2 separate regions of the Mus musculus genome follow, and region 1 is linked to region 2. The links are chromatin contacts, called in public HiChIP or PLAC-seq maps. All regions are on one chromosome and are shown on one strand. The core of a region is the stretch at or near the end of the contact, and the rest is flanking DNA. Distances in the headings are between cores, read along the strand shown.

The links. HiChIP or PLAC-seq counts read pairs in DNA pulled down with a chosen protein or histone mark.
Region 1: an H3K27ac HiChIP or PLAC-seq map of embryonic stem cells shows a contact between it and region 2, with 5 read pairs. The contact joins the enhancer-like site here to the promoter of Asb18 in region 2. A contact is called at or near these places in 4 of 39 promoter capture datasets (embryonic stem cells, frontonasal cranial neural crest and stem cell-derived epiblast-like cells), 2 of 15 datasets of contacts at CTCF or cohesin (the NIH/3T3 cell line and embryonic stem cells), 1 of 484 Hi-C or Micro-C datasets (pancreatic cancer cells), 1 of 115 datasets of contacts at active chromatin or transcription factors (embryonic stem cells) and 2 of 9 other capture datasets (liver and pancreatic islet).

What each region holds. Positions count from the first base shown.
Region 1 is chr1:90,056,941-90,063,604 of GRCm38.p6, reverse strand. The region is part of intron 15 of Iqca (IQ motif containing with AAA domain); the gene reads left to right. Among named protein-coding and RNA genes, the nearest start is that of Asb18, 46 kb to the right of the region's middle. Within about 2 kb of position 3,309, at least 8 of the 459 cell types and tissues checked have an H3K27ac peak or open chromatin away from gene starts, as enhancers often do. A contact at or near this core is called in embryonic stem cells and pancreatic cancer cells, where this site is marked.
Region 2 is chr1:90,010,612-90,018,308 of GRCm38.p6, reverse strand. Asb18 (ankyrin repeat and SOCS box-containing 18) reads left to right here and starts at 3,643. Exons shown (of 5, transcript NM_001355134.1): 1 at 3,643-3,936. The coding sequence starts at 3,732.

The sequences.
Region 1 (6,664 bases), core at 2,060-4,559, 46 kb before region 2:
ACCTAGGACCCAGGCCATGGCTCAGCAAGGCAGACTTCTGTAGGATTTGCTGGAGGTGAATAAACAACAGAACCCGCCAGCCTGCACCTAGACTCCGGGAGATGCTGGCTCTTCCCTGATGGCCCGTAGCTCTTTTCTTCCTCCTCCTGCACAGTGACGCAGCTGAGGGCCAGCACAAGAGTGAGGTCCTAGGGGAAGAGGGCTAAGATGGCTGCTCAGCCAGGAGGTCACATCTAGGTCATGCAGACATGCTAGCCTGCAGCCAGTGAGCACAGGATGCCCAAAGCTCTTAGGCCCAGTCTCTTCTCCAGGAGAGGACTCTGCCCATATATGCTCCTCTCCAGAGCTCGTGCTACAGTCCCAAGGGGAGCCAGACAGCTCTGCTCCATAGCTCCTGGGGATGAGGACTCTGACAAATAACTTCAAGATACTGCTGATATGTGCGGTGGTGTGACTAACCTAGATCTGTGAAGAATGTGACATATATGTGACGTGGGCCACACATGATCTCAAATGAGCTGACTAAATAAAGAAAGGAAGGGGGCAACTGCAAAGATGGCTCTGTCAGTAAAGTGCTTGCTAAGCATTATGGGAGCTTCAGATCCATCCCCTGTATCCACACAGAGAGCCAGCTGTGGTCATCCCAGCACCGGGAAGGTGTGGTCAGAAGGATCCCTGTTGCCCGCTGGTCTGCCCAGCCTAGCCTCATCAGCAAGCCCCAGAGCCCAGGGAAAAGTCACGACTCATAAAGACAAAGAGGATGGATTCAGGGAATGATATCTAAGGTTGATCTCTGGCACCACGTGCACATGTACATACATGTGTGCATGCACACATGAGCACGCACACCCACACAGGCATACACAGTGTGGGGTTGAGGAATAAGGAGAATTGGGAAGAGGGAAAGGGGGACCAGAAACAGGGCATCATGTACAGATGGTACAGCATCGGGCATGAAAATCAAGGGGCCTGGACTCTGAGCATAAGTCCTGACAGAGAGTCTGTCTGAAGGCCAGGGTCACCTTCCAGTGTGTTGAAGGCAGTTTCAGATTGAGGGGTAGGGTACAGGTGGATCCCCAAACCTTTTCCTGTGCATGTAGCTTGGCTTCTAGCAGTCTTAAGTCAATGGCAGGTTTAAGCAGGGTGTGTGGAGAGTGTACTGGACTCATCTCCACCACATACCGCCTCCACCACCAGCATCCCACAGTGCGCATGTGCCATGGTCCAGAACCCACAATGCCGTGCCATCAACATTACAAGGTCATGCTTGTCTTCTACTATCTGAGCCTTCAGAACTTAGTCCTGGAGGGGACAGAGTCAAAGGGGAGAACATCAGAAAAGGAGCCCAGACAGAACCATGAGGGAAAGTCCACCCCAAACTGAGGCCATAGTAGCTTGGAAAAAGGAAAAGACCACAGAAGGATGATAAGGTCCCTTGGCCACAAAGCCATGTGGTAGGTATAGCTGTGTCTGGCTCTGGGGAGAAGGGGGTTGAAGAGGGTGGAAAAGGGGGACCCATTTCTCCATGGTGGCACCAGTTATAACAGCCCTCCAAAGAGTTCCAAAAGAGAAGAGAGCGTCAGACTGTGGGCACAGGCATTGCCAGCAGGGTGTGAGGGGAACACACTGTGGACATTAAGTCCCCAAGTACAGAATCAGAGCTGCTGGTGTTGTAAATGAGGGTGTGTGTGGAGGGGAGGAGGTGACCTGTGGCCAGGCTTGGATGGAAGGATGCTTCTCCACCCTGGACACATTCAGAGGGAAGATGAAGTATTGATTTGGTTAACCCTGCCCCGGGGAGTCACTTGTGCCTGAGTCTTCGTCCCATATATATCCTGTTCTTCCCAAGTTGCCCCAGCATTGCTGAAGCCTGGAGCGAGCCCTTCAGCCCTTACGTAGAAGAGTGTGGACTGGGAGGAGCAGGACTTTCAGCACAAAGTCACCACATGTGACACAATGCCCCTGCATCTGAACCCTTTCCCTTTATGTAACAGCACCATTCTGTCCAGTTCCTATTAGCACTGCCTGCCCACAACACGGTGCCCACCAGAGTGAGCAGCTGTGCCATGAGTCCCCGCATCCCTGCTCCTTCTCTTCCTCCTCTGCCCTGCCTGTTTACCTCTATTTCATCAGTCAGGCTTCCAGTTTTAGGATACTTCTACTCTTTTGTTGGTTATTAGTTTCAAAACAAAGGTAGTCTCTTGCTAGAACCTGAAATCACTTCCTTGACTGTATACAATGTAGCACAAAAAGATAGCAATTAACAATAGAAATGTGTACAGAAGAGAACACCCTCACATACTGCTCAAATGGACCCCTATTTAGTAGGGTAAATTTAGAATGTGAACTCCCCCCAGTAGCCTGAACCCTTCCATTCCTCTCCAATATGACAACACCTCACATACAGACCAAGGATACTACATACCTGCTGGCAGGGAGGGGTCCCACTGTCAAAGGTCCCTCCTTCCTGCCAAAAGCAGATATCTGCCCGTATTCATGGAATAAAGAGCAAACACGTGAAGGAATGAGTGTGTGTGGTTCCAGCTTGGTAAACCGAGGCAATAGCTTAGAAAGCAGATGTTGGGGTTTACTGCTATTTTCCTAAAGTTCTCCATATCCAGGGAAGAACCCTAAAACATCCAGGGCTCATGTCTGTAACTTACATGATGTAAGCGTGTTCTGACGGCAAGCCAGTATGTTCTGAGGTCTGATGCCTGCGGTGACCATTGCGCAGTGTGCTCAGAGGACTCACAGGACTCAGTAATAGAGGCCTCCTTGTTTTGACGAAGATCAGGCTTGGTCAGTAATTGACAGAGACATTTGATATTTGATAGGACCGAAGAGCCCTCTGCTGGCCACAGAGTGAACTATCCCACACGACTTTAGACTTTAGAGGTTCAGTTACATTTAATTGGCCATGACCTCAAACTATCTGCATAATTTAAATGAAGCTTCTCCATAGCTAAGTGAAAATTAAAAGAGCAAAAGAGACCATTTTTCATAGCAAATTGTCAAACCTCTCTCTCTCCTCTCTCTCTTCTCTTCTCTCTCTTTCTCTCTCTCTCTCTCTCTCTCTCTCTCTCTCTCTCTCTCTCTCTCTCTCTCTCTCTCTCTCTCTCTCTCTTGTTAATTCTTACATACGCAAAAGGAGTATGGACTAGCAGACCCAAGTACTTACTGTTGTTAAACAGCCACCAAGGGAGAGACAGATAGACAGGCAAAGATTCTAGAAGGTTGAGGGACAGGTAGAGCCTCCAGTAACAGTGAATGTTGGGTTCTTAAGACATGCAAATAGCATAGGTGAGACCCTGCTGTTCCAGCCATTTGGACATCCTCAACTCAAGCCAAAGGAACCATGCTGAGCTGAGTCACCTGATTGCTCCGTTTGTTGTACCTGGCCACAGTTTGGTATGAAGCGTGATGGCTTTAAAAGCTTTTCTCTCAGAATGGAAACAGCTTGGCCTTGCACTTGGTGGGTTAGCAGACATTCAACTTCATCACGGAACTCCTGGGCCACTGAGGTCAGAGTCACCTTGCACAAATGTCCTGGCCCTATAATGGCTTACTGATCAGTGATTAAGTTGGTAGAATAATGCAAGATTGTGTTGGAAGGAACATGCCCGTTCCAGCAGGCAACTGGCCACATTCACCCTGGATTATTCTCCAGGCATCAGATCTCAGAACATACTGGCTTTGCCGTCAGAACATGCTTACATCATGTAAGTTACAGACATGAGCCCTGGATGTTTTAGGGTTCTTCCCTGGATATGGAGAACTTTAGGAAAATAGCAGTAAACCCCAACATCTGCTTTCTAAGCTATTGCCTCGGCTTACCAAGCTGGAGCCACACACACTCATTCGGCAAAATGCTTTTTAAATGATCAAATGGCCTGTTTGCAGCTCTGACCCCAGTTAAACAGTGAAGGGCACATATAGGATATAAAAATACAGTCTAGTATTTTGTGCCTTTTCAGCCTCCATCTGACATCTGCAGGATCTTGTAAACAACCCGCATTTTTAAACTGATGGGATCCACGCAGTGACCATGAACACCGTGAAGCCAGTAGCAGCTGGACCTGCTTCTTCCCAGAGTCAGGTTACTTGGCAACACAGCCCAAAGTGGGTAATAAACTCCATCCAAGACTAAACACTAGCATGAGATTGAATGCCAACAAGTGCCACAAGAGAAAGTTGAAAAGAACTTTGTAGAACTGGGCCTGGCATGGCCTTTTGAAACCTCAAAGCCCAGCCCCAGTGACACACACTCTCCCACAAGGCCACGCCTCCTAGCCCTTCTAATCCTTCTCAAATAGTGCCACTCCCTAATGACTAAGGACTCAAGGGGCCATTCTTATTCATCCACCACAGCAGCTTTCAAATGTTGCAAGGTGACCTAGTTGACCATTATTTATCGTAATCCCCAAGCCAGAAGTATTATCTACAGCAATGCTGATAGCAAACTTATCACAGAGTGACCATTGTGGCCTTGTAGCCTAAGCTGCTGTTTTGTGACAAAGCTTTGAAAGAGTATAAGAAAAAAAGAAAATGTGTGTTACGCTTTTAACAGGTGACAAATTAATGACCCAGGGTGTGCATGCTTTAGTCCCCTTGTGATGGTCCCTACCTATTCACCAGGGGTGGGGGGATGTTAACAGATGTGGCCTCCAGGAGGCTGCAACCTTAAAGCCACACAACCCATGGTATGGCTTCTACAAAGCCCTGTCCCTCCAGAAGTTATCTAAGGGGATATCAATCATGTTCCCCAAATGCTCATCTAAGCACTCGTAGACCTAGGGAAGGTCAGAAACTTCATTCAAAATGGGTTCAAAATAAGGTTAGAGCCAATGAATGATATGGTCCCTCATGCTATCATGATGCTAGAGAAGTACGTCTTCTATCTGGGGCTTGGGAGGTGGGCAGCCTTCAAGACAGTCCACATAGCAATGCTCACAGAGCCCCGGAACCTTCCCATCTCTGTGTCTGATGTGAAGGCGTTTGTAATGACAGGGACTGCCTGAAGACAGATGTGAGATGGACAGTCAGGGGCTCTGTGCTCTTAGACTGCACTGGTGAGTGCTGCAGTCAGAGACCTTCTCCTTAGCAAGCATGTCTGCCCAGCTGCTCTACTGTGTCCAGTTGATACAGTCTTAAGAGAAATCCAAGAGGAGCCCCACTAATGTCACAGTCTAGGGGTCCTGACTGGGTTTGTTTTCTCTGCCAGTCAAGGAAATAAAAGGCAGGAAAAAATCTGAAGAGCAACAGGCAGCAGCAGAGAAAACTGAAGCTCCACAGTCAGGGTGGGTGAGGAACCACACGCAGGCAGCAGGCACACAGAGGAAAATGCACTCTGTGAAGCAGAGGGTCGGGCTCAGAAGGGAAGGAAAAACTCCAGTCTCCTCTCAAGGCCTGGAGCGTCTAGAGCCTCAGAGTTTTCCTCCCCCACTTGGAGGTTGGTCAGTTTGAAGGCAGATATGGTGGTTGCTTGGCTGGAACTATTGTGTGATGTGTCCTGATCCTGCCTTGAATTTGTTGAGCCAGACCATCAGGAAGGGGGGCTGCTGGTGGGAGACTGAAAGAACTCAGTGGGGAAACCCCCACTCAGCTCCCGATTCGGCGTGCACCCAAGAATCACGAATAGAACACAACACCTTGATGTAACAACAAGAGGTATTTTAATGGCGGAGCTCCGGGTCGAAATGTTTCTCACACAGGAGACAGTGGATTCGACCACGAGGCTTGGAAGCTAGGGGTTTTTATAGAAAAGGAGTGGGGCTGGGGAAGGAATTGGCGCAGTTTCACATGATTGGTCCATTTAAGCATCAGCAGCCTGTAACATTTAACTTAGGTCAGAGGGGTGGGAGCTAGGGAGGCGATGGGCCTGCCCGGGCATGTCCTGGTCTGTTCTGCTATGCTCTCAGCCCCAGGTTTCAAAGCTCACAAACAACTCTTTGGGCTATTTGACATACATTACATGAATTACAGTTTTATTTCCTTTCAAGACAAAAGCCTACAAGGCCTTTGTTTTAGACCAACAGGCTTCTGCCTCAAGTCAGGAGGGTGAGGAAAAAGTCAGCCATCTTGGAAGTTTGCCACTTTATTACCTAGTCATAGCCTCTCTCTCTGCCTGTCGCCTACCAGGGAGTCTGTCTAAGTCCTCATCCCTCACCATGTCACCCCCTGTCCCACAGTGGTGGTTCTCTATGTCTCCCTCCAAGGTTGCCTTTCCTAGCTTTCTCTCCTCATCCCACGCCATCTCTGAGTTCTTCTCACAAGCTAAGCTGCCTAGATGTGTCTGTACTCTCCTCCCCAATTCACTATTTGCACATCTGCCTGAAAGATCCTCTTTGTCTTCTAGACTCTGTCCCAGCATGCTTCAGCAGCCTGTCTTGTCCCCTGCACTCCTGCCAAGGCCACCAGTGACATCCTAGCTGCTCAGCTTCCTGGCCATCGTAGCCAACAGCCAAGTGTTCCATCTTGCACCTGCATCCAGGATGGCTTGCCCTCCCAGACCCCATTTTCCTTCATCATTGGTTTCCTGGAATGGTCCTTGAGCTCTGTCCCAGCCATAGTCTATCCAACCCTTCTCTCCTCTTGCAGATCCTTCCACACCATTCTTGGATAATCTCCCTCCTGGACCATTGGTCTTTTCTGATGTCGGGTACCC
Region 2 (7,697 bases), core at 2,394-4,893:
CCTTTGACCTTGTTCCAACACCCGGCAGCTGGAGTGACAGGCTGTTGTGAGTCACTATATGGCTGCTGGACAGTGAACCAAGGTCCTCTGGAAGCACAGCAGTGTGCTGCCTAGTTTTATGTCAGGTTGACACACGCTAGAGTCGTCTGAGAGGAGGTAAGCTCCACTGAGAAGATGTCCTGCACATGATCTCGTAGTAAATCCTACAGGGCATTTTTCTTCATTTCTAATTGATGTGGGTGGGCACAGACCATGCTGGGTGGTGCCACCCTTAGGCTGGTGGTCCTGGGTTCTATAAGAAAGCAGGCTGAGCAGCAAGCTAATCAGCAGCTCTCCTCCACAGCTTCTCCATCAGCTCCTGCCTGACTCCCAGTTCCTGCCCTGCTTGAGTTCCTGTCTTGGCTTCCTTCAGTGATGAACAGTGCGGTAGAAGCATAGGCTAAATAAACCCTTTCCTCCCCGAGTTGCTTTTGGTCACGGTGTTTCATCACAGCAATGGTCACCCTAGTTAGGACAAAGCAGTGTGACTTCTGTCACTGACTTCCTGCCTGGTTCCTCATGAGCCAAGTGAGAAAGCAAAAGTCCCTGCTCCTGAGCTCTGAGAAAACAAAACACAATGACACCCACATGGCTTTAGAAAAATGCAGGCACATGCCAGAGCTGTCACCAGCCAGAGTTGTCATCAGCCCACCGTATAAGATTTGTAATGTTCTTAGCACAGCAAGGGAACCTGGCCTCAGTCAGGATTCCAAAGGGGTTTACCAGTGAAGTGTGGTGGTCAACAGGAGGCTGAGGCAGGAGGATCACCATGAATTCAAGACCATCCCAGACTACCCTGTCTTGAAACAGTAAGTGGGAGATGGGTCTGGTAGAAAATCCAGAGGTTTGCTTATCTGGTCTCCATCTAGGCATTGCTTAGATCTTCAGAGTCACCAGAAACCCCTATCATGCCTGGATGGTGTCACAGCCCACAAAAAAACACAGAAAAAAACTGAATGACCCTGCTCCCTCATTACAAAAATAGCTGCCATGAAAACCATTTCACCACCCACTAGGATGATGGGCAAGCCAGTCCTGCCACAGAGCAGTGAACCCGTTCACTCTAATGCCTTGGTTGAAACTGTCACCTTTGACAAAGTGTGAGAGACACAGCTAGAAAGGATGATAGAGATGGTCAGTCAGATTGAGAAGTCCCTGGCTCCTCTGGATCTCCATCGGGGATGCCAGTAGATTAGCCACTAGAAGGGTCAATTAGATTCTTCTTTGTTGCTATAATAAAGTACCTGAAGCAGGTGACTTTATAAAGAAGAAAGTTTTCTTGTGTCCCAAGGTTCTGGAAGTACAAGGTCACAGGTTTTTACCTAGTGATGGCCTTCTTATGATGGAGTTCCAAAGTGGCATGGCCATGTCTGGCAAGAGGCAGTGAGCATTGTGTGTGACTCTCTTTCTCTTACAAAGCCACTAAGATTCAATCATGGGGCCTGCGGTCTAATGGATTTCATCCCAACCACTTCCCAGAAGTGACACCTTGAGCCTGTAACCCTAGCACTAGAGAGGCTGAGGCAGGAAGAGGGCAAGTTTTAGCCAGACTGGACTATATAGGGAGATTCTGTACCACATAGCTTTTTCATCATCTCAGAATTGGCTAAATTTAATCATAAATCTATGCAGACAAAGGTCTGAAGAGATAGCTCAGTCAGTGTAGTACCCGCCACACAAGCTTGAGGACTTGGGGGTCTCTAGCACCCATGTAAAAGCTGGGCATAGTGCTAAGCCCTTCACTGGAGTGACAGACACAGGGCTTGCTAGTCAGCCAGGCCAGATGGAGCAGCGGATCCAGGGTCAGTGAAAGACCTGCTTCAGTAAATAAGGTAGAACCATTAAAAACTAAAATCATCTGATGTTGACCTCTGGCCTATAGATCGAGACAGACAGACAGACAGACAGACAGACAGAGAGACAGAGTGACACACACACATAGACACAGACACCTGTGCATGCACACCCACAGTGCACATGCACACACACACAAACATATACATACATCACACACATACAAAGAGGAGAAAATCGAGTTACCTGCAAATACAGGGCTTTTGTTCCTACCCACGATGGTTTAAAAGTTTTAAAAGATCAAGGATGCCTCACCCCATCAGAGGAAGCTGGGATCTACCTTCCACGAGTGTCACACATACCGCAAATCTTTCAAAGACAACCACTGAAGGAGAAAGCAAAATCCGTGGTGTCTAAGAAATAAGTGGGGTCGGGTACAGGGGCAGCTAGAGTGACTGACTTTCCTTCTCACATCATAAAGGATGGGGACAAGGAAAAGTTCATCCACAAGAGAAAGAAGCAAAGACAAGGAGTTGTCACACTGAAATAAAGAAATGCTTGTTGCCTTAAATATAATTTGCGTTACTTACATTTCAATTCCTAATTTATACATCACAGACTTGATAAAGGATTACATTATAACAGAATTAGCCGGGGTCATTAGCATAGTGCATGTGCCGCTGATTAGCCACCCAGCAGATCGCTGGGTAATTAAGATCGGCGAGGGCCGTATTTTGAGACACTGTCATCCTATTATCTGCCTAACAAGTGTTGGGCCCTCACCTCCCTTCTGATTTGGGGCTTGATGGCAGCCCTGCACAGTGCCACTGCTTCTATACAGTCCTTCCCCCACATTCACAGTCCCCGAGGCCACTCCCTGGCCTCACAACAAATCATCTGCCTGTGAGAGCATACACTCAACACACTAAGGCCAGCTCTGGGGATGGGGCCCGGTGGATAGAGCACTTGCCTAGCATTGGGAGGAACTGAATTCCGTCTGCAGCCCCACATAAATCTAGAGATGGTGGCACAAGACTGTCATCCCAGTACCCGGGAGGAGGAGGAGGCAGGAGGATTGGGAGTTTGAGGCCATCCTGGACCACATGTCTATATATCAAACAGTAAATACATAATACAGACTATCAGCATATGCCCTGCCTCAATACAGCAGAAGGCCCAAGACCAGGTCAGGTGTATTACTGTGGCCTTCAACAACATCTTTGAGCTGTGCGTAAGGCACATGACTGTCGTCAATCCAGAGGCTGAGGCAGGAGGATGAGTTCAGCCCAAGCTACTTAGTGGTGTGGTTTCGATGTAGAATGTTCCCGAAGGCCTGTGTGTTTGAATAAGTGGTCCCCAGCTGGTGACATTGTTGTGGAAGATTGTGAAGAGTCCATGGAAGAAGTGAGTCATAGGGGCTAGCCTCATCCCCTGTCCTCTCTGCTTATGCTACATGACTGTGGAGGTCATGTGACCAGCTGCCTCATGCTCCTGTCACCATGGTTTCCCAAAGGTGATGGACTGTAGCCCCTCCAACTATGAGCCAAAATCAGCCCTCCCTTAAGTTGCTTCCAGTCAGGTATTTGGTCATAGCAGTGAGAAACGTAATCTATCCAACCCTCTCAAGTAAACAAAGTCACCTCTAAAGAGCTTTGCTACTTCTGCAAATACACAGAATGGGCCAGTGGCCATCTCTCCAGCAGCCTGCACAGTAAGGCCCTGGAAGAGGCCTCCTCGGCCCTGAAGGCAAGGTGAAAGCAGCGTGTCCCTCCCAGCTGACGGTAACCCAGCCCTGATTCTATTTATAGCCATCTGTCCTGCTCTGGGGACAGGGCTAACTTTGGGCATGCATTAGAGGAAGAGAAGAAGGCTGGCCCTGCACAGGGAGAGATACCACAATGTCCAGCTGGGACTCGCCCCCAGATTACCCCCTCAGCTCAGACATAGTGAGGAGATTAAAGTCTGCTCTGGCCACTGGGGACGAGGACACTGTACAGAAGCTGATCTGCACTGAGGTGGAGCCTGTGGACGCCGTAATAGAACTTGCTAATGATGACTGGATGAAGGAGCCCTCAGCCGAGCTGCCCACGGGCGTACTGCTAGGTAACCACAGGAGGCCACAGGCCAATTACTAATGCATGCTGGGGTCTGCTCTGGAGACAGGGGCAAGGGTTCCAACAGGGTGACATACCCTTGTTATCCATTTCTTATATAGCTATGTGTTAAACTAAATAACTAATGGAGAGACTCTCCAAGACGGCAGCTGTGTTGGCAGGTAGACACTGTGTTGGCAGTACTTTGTGGGTATGTTCAAGGGTGGGTGGCAAGGGGAAGCTGTAAAGATATGTCTTAGTTAGGGTTTCTACTGCTGTGAAGAGACACCATGACCACAGCAACTCTTATAAAGGCAAACATGTAATTGGAACTGGCTTACAGTTCAGAGGTTTAGTCCATTATTGTCATGGCGGAGAACATGGTGGCTTGCAGGCAGACACGGTGCCAGAGAGGTAGCTGAGAGTTCTACATCTGGATTGGCAGGCAGCAGGAAGAAAGAGAGAAACACTGGGCCTGGCTTGAGCTTCTGAAGCCTCAAAGCCCACCCCCCCCCCCCCGTGACACACTTCCTCCAACAAGGCCACCCCTACTCCAACAAGGTCATGCCTCCTAATAGGGCCGCTCCCTATGGGCCTATGGGGGTCATTTTCACTCAAACCACAAGTAGCCAAGAACTACCAGAGACAACGGTGCAAAGATCCTTAGCTGAGGGTTCAGCTGTCACTGGGTGATAGAGTGCTTGCTTAGCGTGTCCAGGACTCTGGGTTCCATCCCCACAACTGCAGAATAAATATGTAAGTCACCAGGGCCACATCTGTTTGGACTAGACAGGCAGCCACTAGACAGGCTACCTACAGAAGCACTTCCTTGTATCAGGTCTTGGTGGCTTTTGCTCTGACAGTTTCTGTGAGTTGTAGATACCAAGAATGAGTGAGCGCCCCCCTCTGGTCCACTGTGGTACTGTTCTTAGGATTTGGCACAGGTGAAGTCGTCTTCAGCAACACTTACACACATGCGTATCACAGGTGCTGAGGGCATGTGTGTGTGTTGCCTTGGCCCAAATTCAGCGTCACACAAAATAATTGAGAGAAAAGCAGGGTTTCTGCTCTGCCCCAGGACCAGCTATCTTCACGTCCATTTCTCTCTTCCCCTATTTGAGGGGTAGAAATTTCACAGGCCCACTGCTACATCACATTTGATGGTCGTTTTTCATATCCAAAAAGATCGACAGTAGGGGCTGGAGAGACGGCTCCGTGGTTAAGAGCATATGCTGCTCTTACAGAGGACCCAAGTTGAGTTCCTAGCATACAAGTCAGAGAGCACACAACTGCCTATTAACTCTAGTTCTGAAGATCTGGCGCCCTCTTCTGGTCTCTACAGTCACTGCACGTACACTTACAAATTCATGCATGTACACACATTTATTTATTAACTATGCATGCACGTGCATAATTAAAAATAAAATAAATCTATGTAGCTGCCTGGTTTTTCTAAACCCATCCATCACATATGGTGATTAGCCACAAAACCCTTAAACCAAATGCCTGAGGAAGAATGTCCTTATGTTACTGGGTTTTTTTTTTTTTAAGATTTATTTACTTATTATATGTAAGTACACTGTAGCTGTTTTCAGACACACAAGAAGAGGACATCTGATCTCATTGCAGATGGCTGTGAGCCACTGTATGGTTTCTAGGATTTGAACTCAGGACCTTCAGAAGAGCAGTCAGTGCTTTTAACCACTGAGCCAACTCTCTAGCTCTTGCTCTGGCCCCACTCGCTCCAGTCCTACTTGCTCGCTCTGCCCCGCTCGCTGTAGTTGTCTTCAGACATCCCAGAAGAGGGCATCAGATCTCATTACGGATGGTTGTGAGCCACCATGTGGTAGCTGGGAATTGAACTCAGGACCTTCAGAAGAGCAATCAGTGCTCTTAACTGCTGAGCCATCTCTCCAGCCCTATGCTACTGTTCTTATAAACAATGCTGTGATATAAGTCTTTGATACCATCTGTGCGATTTCATTCTTATATAGGCCTTCCCTTCACATAAGTCTCTGGGAGCCATATGGCTGGTACATGAATATGAAATTTTCTTGCCATGTGTTTCCACTATCCAAAAGGAAGTAAGAAAGCACGTTTTAGCATAGCCTCCAGCAGCATGAAAATTACCAGTTTTGAGAATTCATAATGAAATTAACAGTTTAATAGTGTGCCCAAGTGTGTGTGTATGTGTGTGTGTGTGTGTGTGTGTAGAGAGAGAGAGAGAATGTGTGCATGTGTGTGTTCACATGGGTGCACATGGGGACAGGTGGCACATGTGTAACTAGGGGGATGCATGTAGTGGGGGGAGTGACCAAGTGCCTGAGGAATACAGATATTAACCTCAGGTATTGTTCCTCAGGCTCCACCCACCTTGTTTTTGAGACAGGGTCTCTCACTAGCCTGGGCCTCACCATGTATGCTAGGTTGATGGTCCAGAGAGCCTAGGGGTCCACCCATCTCAGCCAACCCAGCCATGGGGTTACAAACATATACTGCCACACCCAGCATTTCAACATGGGTTCTAGGGACTGAACTTGGGACCTCACAATTGCACAGAGAGCACTTTACTCACTGAGCCATCTCCCCTGCCCTTAACTCTTTCTTTTCTCACTAGACAAAGGATTTTGTTTTTCCTTGAAGTACTCTCCCTTGTGTGACATGTCTGTGTGGGTCCATGTTCATTATTTCCCATGCCCTTGAATCCTTTTGGTCATTGTCACATAAGTAATACGGTCTCTTGGTTACATCTGCTACAAGGTTGCTCCTGACCTGTGGTTGATCTCTGACTGTAGTCAGCTGAGCCCTGAGCTCTAGCCTCTAGTCAGACTCCCCCATGTAGGTGTATCCATGTGCACACATGACATCACACATTCATGCACACACCTGTACATGTGTGCACCAGCATGAGGAGCATGCATGGAGATTGCTGCCAGGGAACAACTCTGAATGCATGAGAGGGGAAGTCCAAGGTTGAAACCTCTGAGGAATCCATCCCCATGCCCAAGACTGGAGCATCCTTGCTAGGCCAACATTCTCTGTGGTATTTAAGATGCTTTCAGAGAGGTATTTCTTATTCCTCACATCTGGGCCCCCTCGCTAGAAAGAAGGGGGCAGGGGAGAGACAGACAGACAGAGACTCAGAGGCAGGCAGGCAGGCAGACAGACAGACAGAGACTCAGAGACAGGCAGACAGACAGGCAGACAGGCAGGCAGGCAGGCAGGCAGAGACTCAGAGACAGACAGAGAAAAGGACAGAGACAGAGAGACTAGCTGAGAATGTGATAGAAACAGCTTTTTCTGAAGAAGCCCATTGGGTGCTCATGTACCCCCTTGATATGGATGGGGGTCAGAGGAACTAGGAAACAGGGCTGTGACAGAAGATAGAGCCATCACCTCCTGAGGTGGCATCTGGAGGGAAAACACTCATATTTCCATATTTCCTTAAGGAGGTGTCTTCCAAAGGAAGACACCTGCTCTGCCACAAGAATGGACATGAGGTACCAAGCAAGGGGCTAGAATCTTCTAGCTAACTCTCAGCCTTCCCAGCAGGAGCCACTGTGATGCACAACCCAACCTAGCACAGGACAAGGCCCTCTCACTGAGGTATCTGAGGTGTCCTGTGTTGCTGGGTCTATGCTCATTCTAAAGGGATGGTCCAGATATGGATCAGGGGTTGGAGCCCAGTATGGAGTACGTGTGTGTGTGTGTGTGTGTGTGTGTGTGTGTTTTATACAGAACGACGCCCAATCAGTTTCCTCAACCCAGCAG